2 separate regions of the Anas platyrhynchos genome follow, and region 1 is linked to region 2. The links are chromatin contacts, called in public Hi-C maps. All regions are on one chromosome and are shown on one strand. The core of a region is the stretch at or near the end of the contact, and the rest is flanking DNA. Distances in the headings are between cores, read along the strand shown.

The links. A called contact is a pair of places that touch in the nucleus more often than the background predicts.
Region 1: a contact with region 2 is called in a Hi-C map of F1 follicle, with 2.3 times the contacts expected there. The contact joins the enhancer-like site here to the promoter of FJX1 in region 2. A contact is called at or near these places in 4 of 8 Hi-C or Micro-C datasets (F1 follicle, liver, skeletal muscle and 1 more).

The regions. Positions count from the first base shown.
Region 1 is chr5:49,743,932-49,751,200 of IASCAAS_PekinDuck_T2T, reverse strand. No RefSeq gene overlaps it. Among named protein-coding and RNA genes, the nearest start is that of PRR5L, 16 kb to the left of the region's middle. Within about 2 kb of position 1,795, at least 3 of the 8 cell types and tissues checked have an H3K27ac peak or open chromatin away from gene starts, as enhancers often do. A contact at or near this core is called in F1 follicle, where this site is marked.
Region 2 is chr5:49,538,084-49,544,679 of IASCAAS_PekinDuck_T2T, reverse strand. It overlaps FJX1 (four-jointed box kinase 1), which reads right to left and starts at 4,162. Exons shown (of 1, transcript XM_027458710.3): 1 at 1,474-4,162. The coding sequence starts at 4,000. The coding sequence ends at 2,828.

The DNA of each region.
Region 1 (7,269 bases), core at 546-3,045, 210 kb before region 2:
ATGGCTCACCTGATCTCTCTGTCTCCTGCCTAGCAGGTAGGAAGGCAGTCACACCTATTTTAGGGGAGATGGGATAATTAACCAATCCACTTGGTATTAAGCCTCTTGAAGTGTGTAGGCAAAGGGACTTACAAGAGTGCTGAGCATACTGCCAAGAAAAAGATGTCAATGCCAGAGCATTGTGTTCCCTATGACAGCGCAGGCAGCAGAAATTATTTTCTGCTGCCTACAAAGAAAACAGTGTTTTGCAGAATTTATCACTCTCCCCGGTTCCTTAGAAGCACAGCACCACACAGCTTTGAAAATACAACAGGCTTTGACTCCTGAACTTAAACCTAAATCATTATTACAATGCTCTTCAAAGGAGTCGTGTCCTGCTGGGGTTTATAGCTGAGAGCAAGTCTTCACCTCTCCCTGACCCACTTTACAAGTTTGTCCTTCCACCTCATTCATATGGAAAAGCTTCAGAAGGAAGCTGTGAATAGAGGCCACAGCGAAGGAGCAGCACATTTGTTTGTTTCGGAAGAGGCCCCATTTGCCTCATCTCGCTTTCAGACCTTCCAGGTAAGCTGGCAGCTGCTTTCAGCAAGCAGCAACCACCGAGATGGTTCCCCCGAATACAGCCCCTGCTCTTCTCCCTACCTCCAGTGCTTTTTGTGCTTTAGCCTCGCCTCTCCTTTCACTTGTCTGTGACTGGGGAGATGAATAGGCTGGGTTGTAAGAAATTTCATGTATTTGAATTCCCGCAGTACTCCTGCCTGTGATGCATGTGCCCCTGCAGAGCAGGGGGGCTGTGGTGCCTCCGAGTGCTCTGAGCCTGGATGATCCAAGGTTGACTCATGGACACAAATTTCATCCACACAGCTAGGTCCCTGTTGCCCAGGGTGGTTCGGTTGGAGCTGCCTGGTTTTCCGCCCTTTGCTGTGGGATTTGCTACAGGATTAATCTGTCCTGGAGGGCAGTACGGCTTGGGCAGGCCTTTGGGAGGGGCCTGCAGAGCCTGCAGATCCAGCAGCACCTCAGCGGTGGAGAAGAGCAGGGAAATAAATATAGACTTCTTTTTTTTCTTCTTGTAGTCAACCAGGGACCTCATGATTGCCATTTATTGCCTTATTAACCCACTTTTATTACCGCATTTACGATGTTTGGAAATCCCACACCTGACGGAGAAAGGCCTGCGATGAACCAGCTATGCTCAGGTGTTGTCCTTCATTAGGGCTGGCCCACAAAGAGGTTTACGGGTCCATTGCTCTCCCCTCGAGATCTATCGTGTCTCGACTTGGGCAGAATATGTCACAAACCTTTTTTTAAAACCCTGAAACAGCCCCTCAGACTGCTGCTGCCTCTCACATCTTTGGGAGCACACCAAGCACACCACAGCACAGACCAAGCCCCCCCCAGCTGCTCCCTGCCATGTTGCGAGCACCTCTGGCCTACAGCATGCTGCTCTTTCAAAGCACGTCCATGGATTGCTAACACCTGGCCAAAATTAGACTTCGCAAAACCTTTGGCTTGGAGGATCAATACCTATAGATCACCAGAAAAAACGCAGCTTGCATTGAAAATATCCCCACTAATCCTAGCCTGCCCCCGAAAGGTCAGACCCCCCGAGGCAGGCAGTGCTGGGCGCACAGGACGTGTCTGTGCCCACGGTTTCGGTGCCTGGGTCACTCAGCCCTGCCTCCAGCTGGTGCAGCAGCAGCACCAACTGGGCGGCAGCTCAGAGGAGCTTTTGACGCCAGGCAGTGCCTTAAATCGTCGGTCGGTGTTTGCAATTCAGTGGGCTGTAAGCAGGAAGGTCTCCAGATAAGACCATTAACTGCTGCATAAGGGCTTTTGTGCCTAGCTCCTAGTTGGCAACAAAATTGTGCTGATTCTGATGCAACAAGCTTTAATCCTGTTACGTTATCGACTGGATATTGCTGGGTTTAAACATTCCCAGTAGACACAATGTCCTTGAAAACTCATTGTCTCACTAATTCCCAGCGTTTCACTTGAAAGCATAATCCTAAATATCACAGCAACCAATGGCCACGGCACCCTGCATCCACCCTGGGACCTTGTTCTGTCTGGTATTTCCTACATGACCGCAATCCACCGATCCAGCCTCAGCAGCGCTGCTAAGAGACCCAGCACGGTGCTGCTGAAGCTGGATGATGGATCACCCTAAAACCACACACCCTGACAGTCGGGGAGGCAACCAGGGAAGAAATACCTCAGGAAAGGGAAAGTCTTTCAGAAGAGCAGTAAGAAGGAGAGGGCACAGCAGCCATTGTCATGCACCTGAGTTTGATTGCAAACCGAGACTGCTCATGGGTGACTCCTTCAAGTGCAATGTCAGCCCAGGGCTTTGAGCTCCCCAAAACCTCCTGGTTCAGCCACTCAGTCCACCACAGTTAAGCAAGCGCCCACATCAGTGCATTTTGGGAGTGTGATAAGCACATCACTGCAGCGGCACGGCGTAAGGGGAACAAAGAACTAAAGCAGGAACAACAGCACCCAAAGATTCTTTCTGTAAGACAAAGGAAAGGAAAGGAATGAAAAGTAACTCACGGTGTTTTCAGAAGAGGGAGCCAGAGAGAATCAGACAGCCTGGGAAGACACTTTTGTCTCTCAAAATGAGCTGCCTCTGCCATGCCTCAGTCAGACAGGACCTGGTTGGGTTGGAAGTGCCAGGTGAGGCCGTGCTGTGCCTCCTGAATGGCCGGGGCTGATGTGTCTCACCGCATGCTGTGTTTTAATACGATTTAATAGAAAATTTAATAGAAAATGATTCACAGGAGGTGAACCCACTCCAAGCACCCACTCTGCAAGTTTCCCAGCCCCAAACCCTGAGCTGTTCACAACCAGCATCCACCCCAGCAGCCAGCTGGGCTCCGAGCTCTGCAGCTCTCAGGACAAGATGCAGTTTGCGTGCAAGCCACCGAGCCCCTGTTGCAGCAGCAGCTTGCACAAACAAGCTCCTTGAGTATGCCAGGGAGTCAGCTCTCACACCAACATTTTGCCTCGCACTCTCTGTCCCCTGCTGAAGATCTGCAGCTCTGTGAGTCTCCGCCAGTGCTCCTGCCCTGCAGGTGAGCAGCAGCCCGGAGTGACAACTGGCTCAGCCCAGGGCAAGGATCACCACCTCTGCGAGCAGATCCCCGCGGCTTTTGGTGCCTTCAGCTTTATCAAGAGGAGCCAGGGAACATCAAATGTGATGGCAGCAGCATGAGTGGGCAGCAAAGGCCAGGAAGCACAGAAAGGTTTTGGGGAATCTGGGATGGAGAGGTCAGCGTCTGGTATGTAAAACAGACAATTTCAAGATTAACTCCCATGGGATGCAAAAGGCCTCACAATTAGCTCCAACGCTTGCCTCAGGCTCATCAGCCAATTTTCTCATCTGCTCCTGCACCCACACACTGTGCAGTCCCCGTTGCTTAGAAAACACAGCAGGGGGGCGGAGGAGAGAGGCCCGCCCCGGTCACACACATTCTGCTCCCGGGGACAGCACCTGACCTGAAGGGGATGGGGAGCCTGGATATAAATACCTGGTCAGCTCAACCATTCCCAGCTTTGTGCATAAATTACACGTACAGAGCAAAGGTACTTGCAGGTCTTGGATTCACAGCCCTGTAATTTTGGCTCTGCAGAGAAGACTGAGCATGGCAAACATCAGCGACAGAGCAGAAGGAACAGATACGCTTCTGAGCTGGTCGGCAGCAGGGACTGGTGCTGGGGTTTTCAGCTTCGCCTGCAGGAGCTCCCAGCAGTCAGGCACCCAAACAGGACCCCACTGACCTCTTTGGTCAGCTTGAAAGCAGTAAACACGTATTTCCCCTTTTCCACCTCACTTTACATTGCTCTTTCATATGTGCTTAACAGTGAAAGGGTTAACGTGGAGGAAGAAGTCCCCCGATACCTTCCTTTGAATGTGATGGAAATGTCGAGTGACCCCTCTGGTCCAGCGTGCTCACTCAGACCAGAGCAACCTCATTAGCAACAATAAATTCAAAGCAGATGCTTCCTCATTAGCAACAATAAATTCAAAGCAGATGGGGAAATCGCGCTCCATTCTCTGATCCAGCTTTCAAAGTCCTTTGATTTCGGAATCCCTCAGCTGCTCTTTGACTTTCCTCACCTGTCAAATTCCCTGGCAAGATTGATAGGGTCTGGACAGGGGGGACATCAGTGCAGATTCTGGTACCGGCTCTCTCCCCTGCTGAATCTCCCACATCTGACCATGTTAATTGCGGCTCCTCTCTCTGCCTTTGATGTAAAGACTTGCTTTGATTTTTTCCTATCCTTCTTCCATCACCAGCTTATTACAACACTTTGCAAGGGTCAACAGCCAACTCCTTGCCATGTCTGCATAGCTTCCTTTATAAATAAACAGCTGCCTGCGTGTCACGAGGCCAGGCCAGAAACTGCTCAAAGTTACTGAAAGGTCGCTTAGAGAGTTCTCTGTTTTTTCCACACCATAAGCCGAGAGGCATGAAGCAAGGGAAAGTTTAGAAAGAACAGCAAAACAGCACCTAAGCATGAAAGTCTCTCCACAAATGATGCCCCAGCAAATGTACCATGAGGACAGTGTCAGTGGATGAGTGTGATCTCTCATCTCTCCACATCAAAGCTGGCACAAAGCTGGGCTGATGGTCTCCACAGACCAACTCCAGCAGGAGACTGATAAAAGGTCATTTCTGACGCCTCTTTCTCTGAGCTGGTACTAAACACTTCCCAACCCCGTGCCCCTCTACTTTTTAAAATTATTAAACAAAGTTATGTTCCCCAGTCGCCAGCCTGGATCCAAAATTTTAGCCAATTTCTACTTGGCAGTGGGAGAACAAATGATCCTTTCCCTTTTTTCAGCAGCCTTTTACATGTTTGAAGTTTCCTCGCATGCCTCCCCTCACAGCATCCGAGGCTGCTTGAAAGGGCGCAGTGAAATAGAACCACTCACACCCACCTGATGAACAACGCTGCCTCCACTCTGACCCTGAACAACCTGCAGCCTCCCACGGGTTAGCGTTAGGCTGCAGCCCCAAGCCTTTCTTGTGCAGCCTCTCCAAACACAGAGCAGGCTTTACCCGCACAAACCATCACGTTTTAAGCTGCGTGCCGTGTAGTTGTTAACAGACACCTCCTGCCAAAGGCGCTGAGATGAGAAGGTTTTGCAGAGAGGACACAGAACCCGAGTGATTTACATTGGCCACGTCTTCACCGCCTTCCTGGACTCCAGCTCAGCTCCCAGGCCCACTGCACCTGTCCTACGGACATCCCCCAAGCCTTTACCTCAGTGAAAGGTTTTTAGCAGCACTCCTCTCTGCACTGCAGAGGCTCCTTCTCACCTGCCATCCCAGAGGGCAGCCACACGTCCTCGGGGAGCTGTGCAAGAACGCTTCTGGAAGGCTGGAGAGGTCCCAGCTGTCCTGGAGTCCCACTGCCTGGTCCCATCCCTTTGCAAAGGCTCTGGAAGACCACAAAAAGGTTTGTCTAAGCAAGGCAAGCTTAAATGAAGAGGTTAAAAGCCACTGCACCACACCCAAACCTCTAGGAAAGCCTAGGCAATAAAACCAGCCTCTAATAACATTCTCTGGAGGTTTTACCACACTCAGATCTGGGGAACCAAGAGTCTGCTAAAGCATAGCAAAATTCACTTTTAGGCATTACTGTGATGATTCCCTATTGTTTCCAAAAAGGTGGCAACACTTCTTACTATTGATGGCTACTTGGATGCCTCAGCTGCCACTGTGCTGCACGTGGCAGGCAGTGAAAGCAGGGGTAAATCGGAGACCTCGCTTTAGCTAGAAGCCAGCTCTCCCGTCTCTGTCAGCAGTATTGGGCTCACGATGCACACATCAGCAAAAAGCTAATTCCTTGTAATGAAAAACAACCGTGTCTTAATTGTGCTTTGGCCTAGACATTCAGATACCCCGGTGCTCGATATCCCAGCTTTTGTCCTCAAAACCACGGCAGGCAACCTAAGTTTTGACACAGCCTGTCAGAAGGCCAAGCCTTAGCGCTGGTGTATTCAGTGTGCACAGGGCAGCAGCACCCTTTGGAACACACTTTGCAATTCCCAATCCCGTGGGTGCTTTGGCAGGTCTCCCTGTTGTGACCCCTCTTCTCCAGAGGGCGCACGGACAACACGGGCATCTGAAACGCCAGCCAGGAGCCACTGGCCCTGTCCTGCTCCCGCAGCTCAGGCTGTGGCTCCTCTCTCTGCCTGTGAGGTACGGGAGGATGAAAGCCGGACCCATCGCTTCTTCCTTGCTTTCACAGAAGCTGAAATGCTTCAGTTCTCTGCCAGGGACTGCACAGCAGTCTGCGTGATTTCAAGGCAGGGCTAGCTTGTTGTTTCAGTCCTCTCCAGAGAGAGCAGTGGATGCTGTGCTGAGGACAAGAGGAATTTGCTCTTAAGTTACATATTTATTATTCAATAAACCTAGCAGAAAGCACAACGTGATACTAAAGTTTCTCTGCAAGAGTGAGCAGCTGTCACAGTTGTTTTGGCACAGAACTGAGCTGCAGCAAGCTGGGCCATCGGGGCAGCCGGGGCTCCTATTTATTTCCTCTGTGGGAGATGTGATCATAACAACTGTAATGATCAGAGAGAAGGGTGCAGGAACAAATCAGGAACTTGCCACAGAGCAGGGGAAGGTGCAAGGTGATGCTTCCAGGCAGGCTGCAAAACTGTCCTTTGATGATCGCGGAGGCACTGAACACGGCTCTGCCTTCCTCCAGCCTTTGGGGTGCAAGGAGGCACCAGAGACACGAGGAAGCCTTTTGTTCACAGCAAACAAAAGCCAAGCAAACAAAACAGATTTCTAGTCCAGCAAGACAGAACAAAGAAAAATTTGGCTGTGTGCTAATGAGGGTGCTGCGGAGACTTCAGCCAACAGAAGGGAACAATTAATTTTTACTGGCTGTATCACAATGTCAGATGCTGAAATAACAAAGCTCTGGAGATGTGCTTGTCTTGGCTATTGATTTGCTTGTCACCCTGCGTGTAGCTGAGTGCAGATGAGGGAGGGGTTAATCTGGAGCTAAACGTACTTTTAAATCTCATTGTTTCCCTCCCAGCCTTAGTAGCTACGCCTGAAACAAAGGTGTCACCTCGCCTCCCCTCTTCCCACCCTGAGGAATTTCATCCTAGTCCGAGCGAACCACTTGTAACTTCCCAAAGTGCCCAGCAACTCAGAAACTGCCTCCAGCACCGTGGGAAGGGCCAGCAAAACGGGCTGCAGGGAGCTAGGAAAGTGGCCATAACGGGGAGATGCAACAACAACT
Region 2 (6,596 bases), core at 2,913-5,412:
ATGGCCCCAGCTGGGTAGCAAAGTACAGCAGGAACAAGTGAATGTGTGAGCAGGGGGAGCCTCGCCTGGAGAAAAGCACCACGGAAGCTCATCCAGCTTCAAAACTCCTCCGGACCCCTGCAAAAAAGGCTCAAGGAACGTGCCCTGTGAATGCCAGCCTTGTGGGCAAGCTCCTGAGCAGTGGCCACCCCCAGCCCACACCCCTCCCTGGTGTCCAGCAGCAGCAAATTTGGATGCTGCAGGAAGCCCAGCAGCATGGATCCTCCAGCGAGCTGCAGCGGGGCTGCCAGCAGCGCGTGGCCAGCTCCTGCCCTCAGCACCTCTTACAGCTCACAACTTCCAGGGCTGCAAGTTGTCTCTCTCTAAAGAGAAGCCCTCCTCGCCTGCCCCGCTGCTGGGTGCAGAGGGAGCCACAGGAGATGCTCAGCATTAGAGCGGCACCAGTAAGATTTAAGCTCAGGAGAAGCCCGACGGGCCCCCAGCCCTTTGTTCTGCTCAGAGACAGCCCGGGCTCAGGCAGCGCATCGAGCTGGAGGCACGCGAAGAATGTGCCAGGGCAAGAACTGACAAAGCTCTGCTTGCCCCGAAGAAGTCACGCAGCAGAAAGGTAGTTTCCTTAACGTGACGGTGATTGAAAGCGTTCTCCAGCACAGCAGCAGACGGTCTGCAGCAGAACAAAACGCAGGAGCTCCGCGGCACAGCATCGCGATCCCTGCTTTGCCCTGGCCTCTCTTCCCCACGGGACGCGGCTCCTCTGGCACGGTACCTCCAGCCTCACCGACCCCAAACTACACCACTTTTCAGTGCATACCCCACGTACAGCTCGAATTTACCGATCGACAAATAGAGCCCCGCGTTTCTTCTTGAAGGGTGTAATTATCTAGGGTCTGACTCTAAAGGCGCTGCAAAGGAGATTTATTCCCCATTAGCCATCAAAAGCGGGGTCGTGCCGATACTTGTAGAAATACTCGAGCAGAAACAAAACCTGGGAAGTTTGCAGCACAGCAGTTTGCTCTTCACCGTGGCTTACAATTTGTACCAGCAGTCTATTACTTAAACGCATTTTCATTAGGTGAATGCAACAGAGCTGCTGCTTTTGAGTTACAAAGCAAGGCTGACAAACAGCGCTAAAGAGGAATTAAGAATTACACAGCTAAATTGTGCATTATCATGTAAATGGCAAGGGAGCGTCACATGGGGTTCTGGGCATTGTTCGGAGAGATAAATGCACCAAACTATAAAAACGAGTTCAATAGAGAGCCCTGTCAGTTAAGCACTTGAATGAAGCGAGTCCTGGAGGCTGCTGTAGCATTTTAAGATAAATACACATATGCACAGGTTGCAACATCTAATACAGCTAACTAGCGGGTAAGTTAAAGCTGTTTGTAAAACCCTTGTCCTACTTGAACAAGCAAACCAACCAACCCACAACACGCACACCAAAGGAAAACACGGCAACGGCCAAAGAAACTTGTCTTGGTGTGAAGTTTAATCTAAATAAATGAATATTAACAGCCCGAGGACCCCCACCAGCACAGATGAAGGCGCTGCTCTCGCTGAGGTCCGGGGAGGCTGGTGCTCGCTGCGGGAAGGCAGCAGCCACCGCCTCGCATCCCCGCGGTGCTCTGCTGCCTGGGCACCAGGGGTTACGCTGCTGCTCCGTTACAGAGGGATGGGCACTGGCATCTGGGGCGCAAAGAGGATTAGCTTGTCCTTTGTCCCGATCCCGGCTGTGTTTTGAGCCGAACAATTGCCTCTTCTGTGGATTCCGGCACATAAGGAAAACGCAACAAGAGATGCAGATGCTTTGTTTTGTCCACCCGCTTGTGCCACTTTGCTGTACCTTGAACAAAACTTTTGTAGAAAAAAAAAAAATCCCACACACCTCTTTTAGGAAGACTGAAGAGCTCTCCTGTTCTTCACTTTGGCCTCAGCCCCAGTTGCAAAGATAGACAAAATGGAAACAGAGGGCGGAGAACCAGTGCAAATGCCTCCCAAAAACACCTGGCAGCTCCGGGGAAGCTTTGGGTACCTGCTGTCAGTCCGGTGACACTTGAAGCAAGCCATGGTATGAGGCTGGGACACAGCCTGGGCACCCTAAGGGGCTGCCAGCCCCTAAGCCCACACCACCTACATCAGTTTTCTGAAACCAGCCGGTGCTAGTAAAAGCAGATCTTTTCAGGCTTGGAAAAAAAAACACAACCAGCAACCAAACCCCACGAACAAAAACCACCAGGCATGTCTGTTTAGCTGAAGCTCGGTGCAGGAAGCAGCTGGGAGGCAGCGGGCCGTGTCACTCAGCGGGGCCGGCGGAGGTGCGCGCTTCCCTTTCCAGGCTCGGGCACACAGTTGGGACAAAGGAGGCGAAACATCGGGCACGCTTTACCGAATCATCAGTTTCTTTAGTATGTTACAGAAAGGCTTATGAACATTTATAATGTACATAAAAGGCAGACTTTGTAAAATAAAAAGGTCCCTTTTTTTTTTTTTTTTTTTATAAAAAATTAAAAAGTCAAAGTAAAGTGCATGGGACAGTTTCGTTCTCCGCTTTCACTATCACATCCAAGTCTTGGCACACAGCGATGTGTCTGGAGCCTGGGAGAGCCTCTTCCGTCCCCCACGGTCACGTTACGGGTCAAATCAAAGGATGGCGACGATCACGAACACACACCGGGGATCCGAGCAGTCGAACCAGGAGCGCCCACGACACAGACTAACAGCTACCGGGACGGGGGCTTTCTACACGCTTCCTTCTCGGCGGCCACATCCAGCAACCACCCCGGGGGGGTCCCCAGGGCACCCGGCTTCGGGCACCCGGCTTGGGGGGTCAGAGCGCGGCGGCCTGTGCGCGGCAGTGGGCGATGTGGCGGTGCACGAAGTCGACGCGGGCCTGCAGCAGCTCGGCCTGGCGCTCCGAGAGGAAGCCCAGGTGGGCCCAGAGGGGCTCTCGGGCGCGGTACCGGCGGCGCAGCTCGGCGGCAGCGCTGCGGCGGCGGTGCAGCTCGGCCACCCGCTTGGCCGTGCCCTCGCGGAAGACGCAGACGGAGCGCAGCAGCGGCTCGTGGTAGGGGTCCCAGACGGCGAGCAGGCGGTAGCCGTGCACCAGCCCGGCCTCGTTGTCCATGAAGACCAGCCCGCCGTCGGGCCCGCGCAGCAGGTTGCTGGTGGCGCGCCGCATGACGCGCGGGTCCCACTGCAGGCTGAAGAGGTTGCTGGCCAGCCGGTCGAAGTTGGCCGTCAGGTAGTCGAAGAGGATCAGGTCGCTCCACTGCACCAGCTCCACCAGCTGCGCGGCGGGCAGCCCGCCCAGCTCCGCCGCCGACAGCGCCCGCGGCCGCCGCCCGCCGCCCGCCTCGCTGCCCCAGGGCGCGGGGGCCACCACGGCCGTCAGGTTGTCCACCCAGCGGGTCAGGCTGACCACCGCGCCCTCGGCCCACAGCGAGCCGCGCAGCTCCTCCCGCACCGGCTCCCACTGCCGCCCGCGGGGCTCCACCAGCGCCAGCGCCATGGGCGGCAGGCGCTGCTGCATGCCCAGCACGCCGGCCAGGTGGTAGGACAGCGCCTCGCCCTGGATCTGCTCCGGGCTCACCCCGTAGCGCACGCAGGCCCGGCTCCCGTCCGACAGCCTGGCCAGCCGGTTGGAGCTGCGCCCGCAGCCGCCGCGCTCCAGCGACGACACCCGGGCAGCTCGGGCGGCCGCCGGCCACGCCGCCGCCTCCTCGGCCGCGAAGCCCCGCGGCACCCGCGCCTCCAGCTCCCGGCTCCAGAAGATGCCCCGCCGCACCGGCGCCGCCCGCCCGGCCGCCTCCTGCCGCTCCTCCCGCTCCTGCTCCTGCTCCTGCTGCTCCCGGCCCACGGCCAGCAGCGCCCGGAAAGTTTTCTGCCCGCCGCGCCGGGGCTCGCCCCGCTGCGGGCCGGGCTGCGGGGGGGGCAGCGCGCAGAGCCCCAGCAGCGCGCCCAGCGCCAGCAGCCCCAGCGCCGCGCGGCCGCCCCGCTCCATGCCGCCCGCCGCCGCCTCACGCCGGGCCGGGCCGGCGCTGCCCCATGGCGGCGGGGAGCGGAGCCCGGAGCCGCGAGCCCGGCTCCAGCCCCGGTGCCGGTCCTGGCTCCAGCCCCGGCCCGGCGGCAGCCCCGCGCCCTGTGCGCCCAGCCCCGGCTGCGGGGGGCCCCGCGCCGCCCCCGGCACCGCCCCTAAAAGCGGCGACGCGGAGCTGGGGCCGGGCCGGGCCCCCCCCGACCGCCCCCGTGAGGCGCCAGCGCCCCCCGCAGGGCCCGGGGCCCCGCTGCAGCCGCCGCCGAGCACCGAGAGCAACAGGAGGGGCTCAGCCCTCGGCCTGCTGCTGTCCAGGGGGAAGAGCTGGGGCTGAAAAAGCCTCCAGCACGGATGAAGGGCGGCCAGGGAAGCAGCCTGGTTCTCCCGGGGAAGGGTGGGACTCCTGGAATAAGCCCTGCTGGCAAGCACACGGTGTGAGAGATGCTGTGTGCTCGGTGCCGCTGTACGCTACACGAGCATCCCTCTCCACACAAGCAGCCCTCGTGGTGAGGCGTCCCAGCGGCTGAAGGGCAGGGTTGGCTTATTTCCTTGGGAGGCAGGGCTGGAGAAGGCATCGCAGAGCAGGGAGGTGAGCATTAGGGACCTGGCCCTTCAGGTGCGGGGCAGTTTCTGGAAGTGTTTTACAAATGTGTCTCAGCCCGCAGCAGGGAGCTCTTCTATGGCTTAGGCTCCGCTTCTGGTTTCTCAGAAAAGCTCCCTGGCAGATGGGGCTCCTGAGGTCTTTTCTTGCAATCTGAAGCACCATGTAGGACACGAAGCCGAGCAATTTCCGCATACAGCACAGATCCTATCTCCCCGGTACGCTGCCTCTCCCTGTTCTTAATATCTGTGACTCTGCCTTTAATATCAAGGCAATAAATGAGGAAGTGCTTGAGTTCTTGAGCCCGGCTCTTGTAAGCATTCACAAGACTTGTCAGGTGCCTGCCAATGCTCAGCCAGGCAGGGGATTTGTTTTCAGCCCTGCTAAAGGTGAGCTGCCAAGATGGGAGGTGGTGGGTGATGCCCTCAGCCCCAGGGTGCCCAGGAGCAGGCTCTCGTGACAGAATTGGACCAAAACACTCTGCCAGCAGCACCCCTTGCGCCAGCCCAGCCCCAACAGAGGCAGATGGCTCAGCCGGGAGGATTTTCCACGTGAGCATTCAACATCAGGCTATGGCCTCACTGCTGGTGGCGTGGGGGACACCCTCAGCAGGTCCGGCCCAGCCAAACCGTGCCGTGGTGAGCGGCTGACCACAGCCTGCAGTCCCTTCTGGGGACAGGCGTCTGTATCCATCGCACAAAGCACATTTTTTCCAGGCCAGGAAGTAAAGAGGCTCAAGGAATGCTTTCAAGTGAAATTGCTGAGGCAATTCAGGGAGATGAAAGGTAATCGCCGTGTGAGAGGATAAATAATGCATCGGGTGCATGCCCCTGCTTTCTGATGGGGCATCCTGAGGGGTCAGGTCCCGTCGCCAGCAATTTTCATGCCGTATGCACTGATAGCAAATCTCCTCTCCTCCTGGCTGCCAAAACATATGAGCGGAGAACACTGCTCAGTGCTGCTGCCACATCTAGCCCAGGCACCTGCCCTGATGTAGTGTAACAGAAGAGAGAGGGGAAACCCAGTGTCTTTTTGGAAGAGAAACGCCAACCATGCTGACCACAGACCTCCTGAGCCACCCTGCAGACCCATTAAAAATACGCATCGTTAGATAGATACTGCCTTTAAGGAGAGAATCTGTCATCTCACTGCAAACAGTGCCCCCTTCCCCTCGATGCCCCCTGCAGGCACTGGGTAGCCCCGGGATGGGCCCAGCTGAAGGCTGGGATGGACCAGACTTGCCTGGAGAAACGGGGCCAGCCTAAAGGCAGAGTTGCTATTGCTAGAGGAAGTTAAAAAATGCTCATAAAATGTTAAAAAATGCAAAACTACACCCAGGACACATCTTAAACTTTTCAGCATGTCCTAAAAAGGCGCAGCTTTTGCAGGGCCGGTGAAAGCGCTCTAATTAGCCATGAGGTAACAACCCCAGCTGCACCAGCATAAGGCCAGCGGTGCGGCTCCCTCCAAGCAGCGCAGGGAACAGGGCTGGCTTAAATAGCAAGATGTTTTCCAGGCCCCTGATAACCTCTCTCACCACGCTGCCTGCAGGGGCAGCAGGAGCCCCTCCAAGGACGGAGGAGCCCCTCTGGCTGCCAGGAGCACAGGGGAAGGCACAGAAGAAAGTGATGTATGGATTCCCTGGACCTTCGCTTTAATTCCCCCGGCCTTTCCCCTCCAAGCAGGGACCCTCTGTCCCCATGCGAGGCCGGGAGGTGGGCAGCAGGGAGTGGGGTACCTGTCTCCCCAGGTATGGGCCCATCTCTGGTGCCGGTGCGCTCCTCTCCTCCCTGTGGGGGCCCTTCCTGCCCCTCATTCTCCAGCGTTTTTTGTCCAGTTTCGAGTGACTCGGGTGATGGGATTTCCACCTTGCAGACGTCTCCGCTGGCAGCCCTGCTTGCGGCTGCGATTCCTATTGTAATACTTTTCTACGCATTCCAGCTGTTAAGTTATTGACCGGTG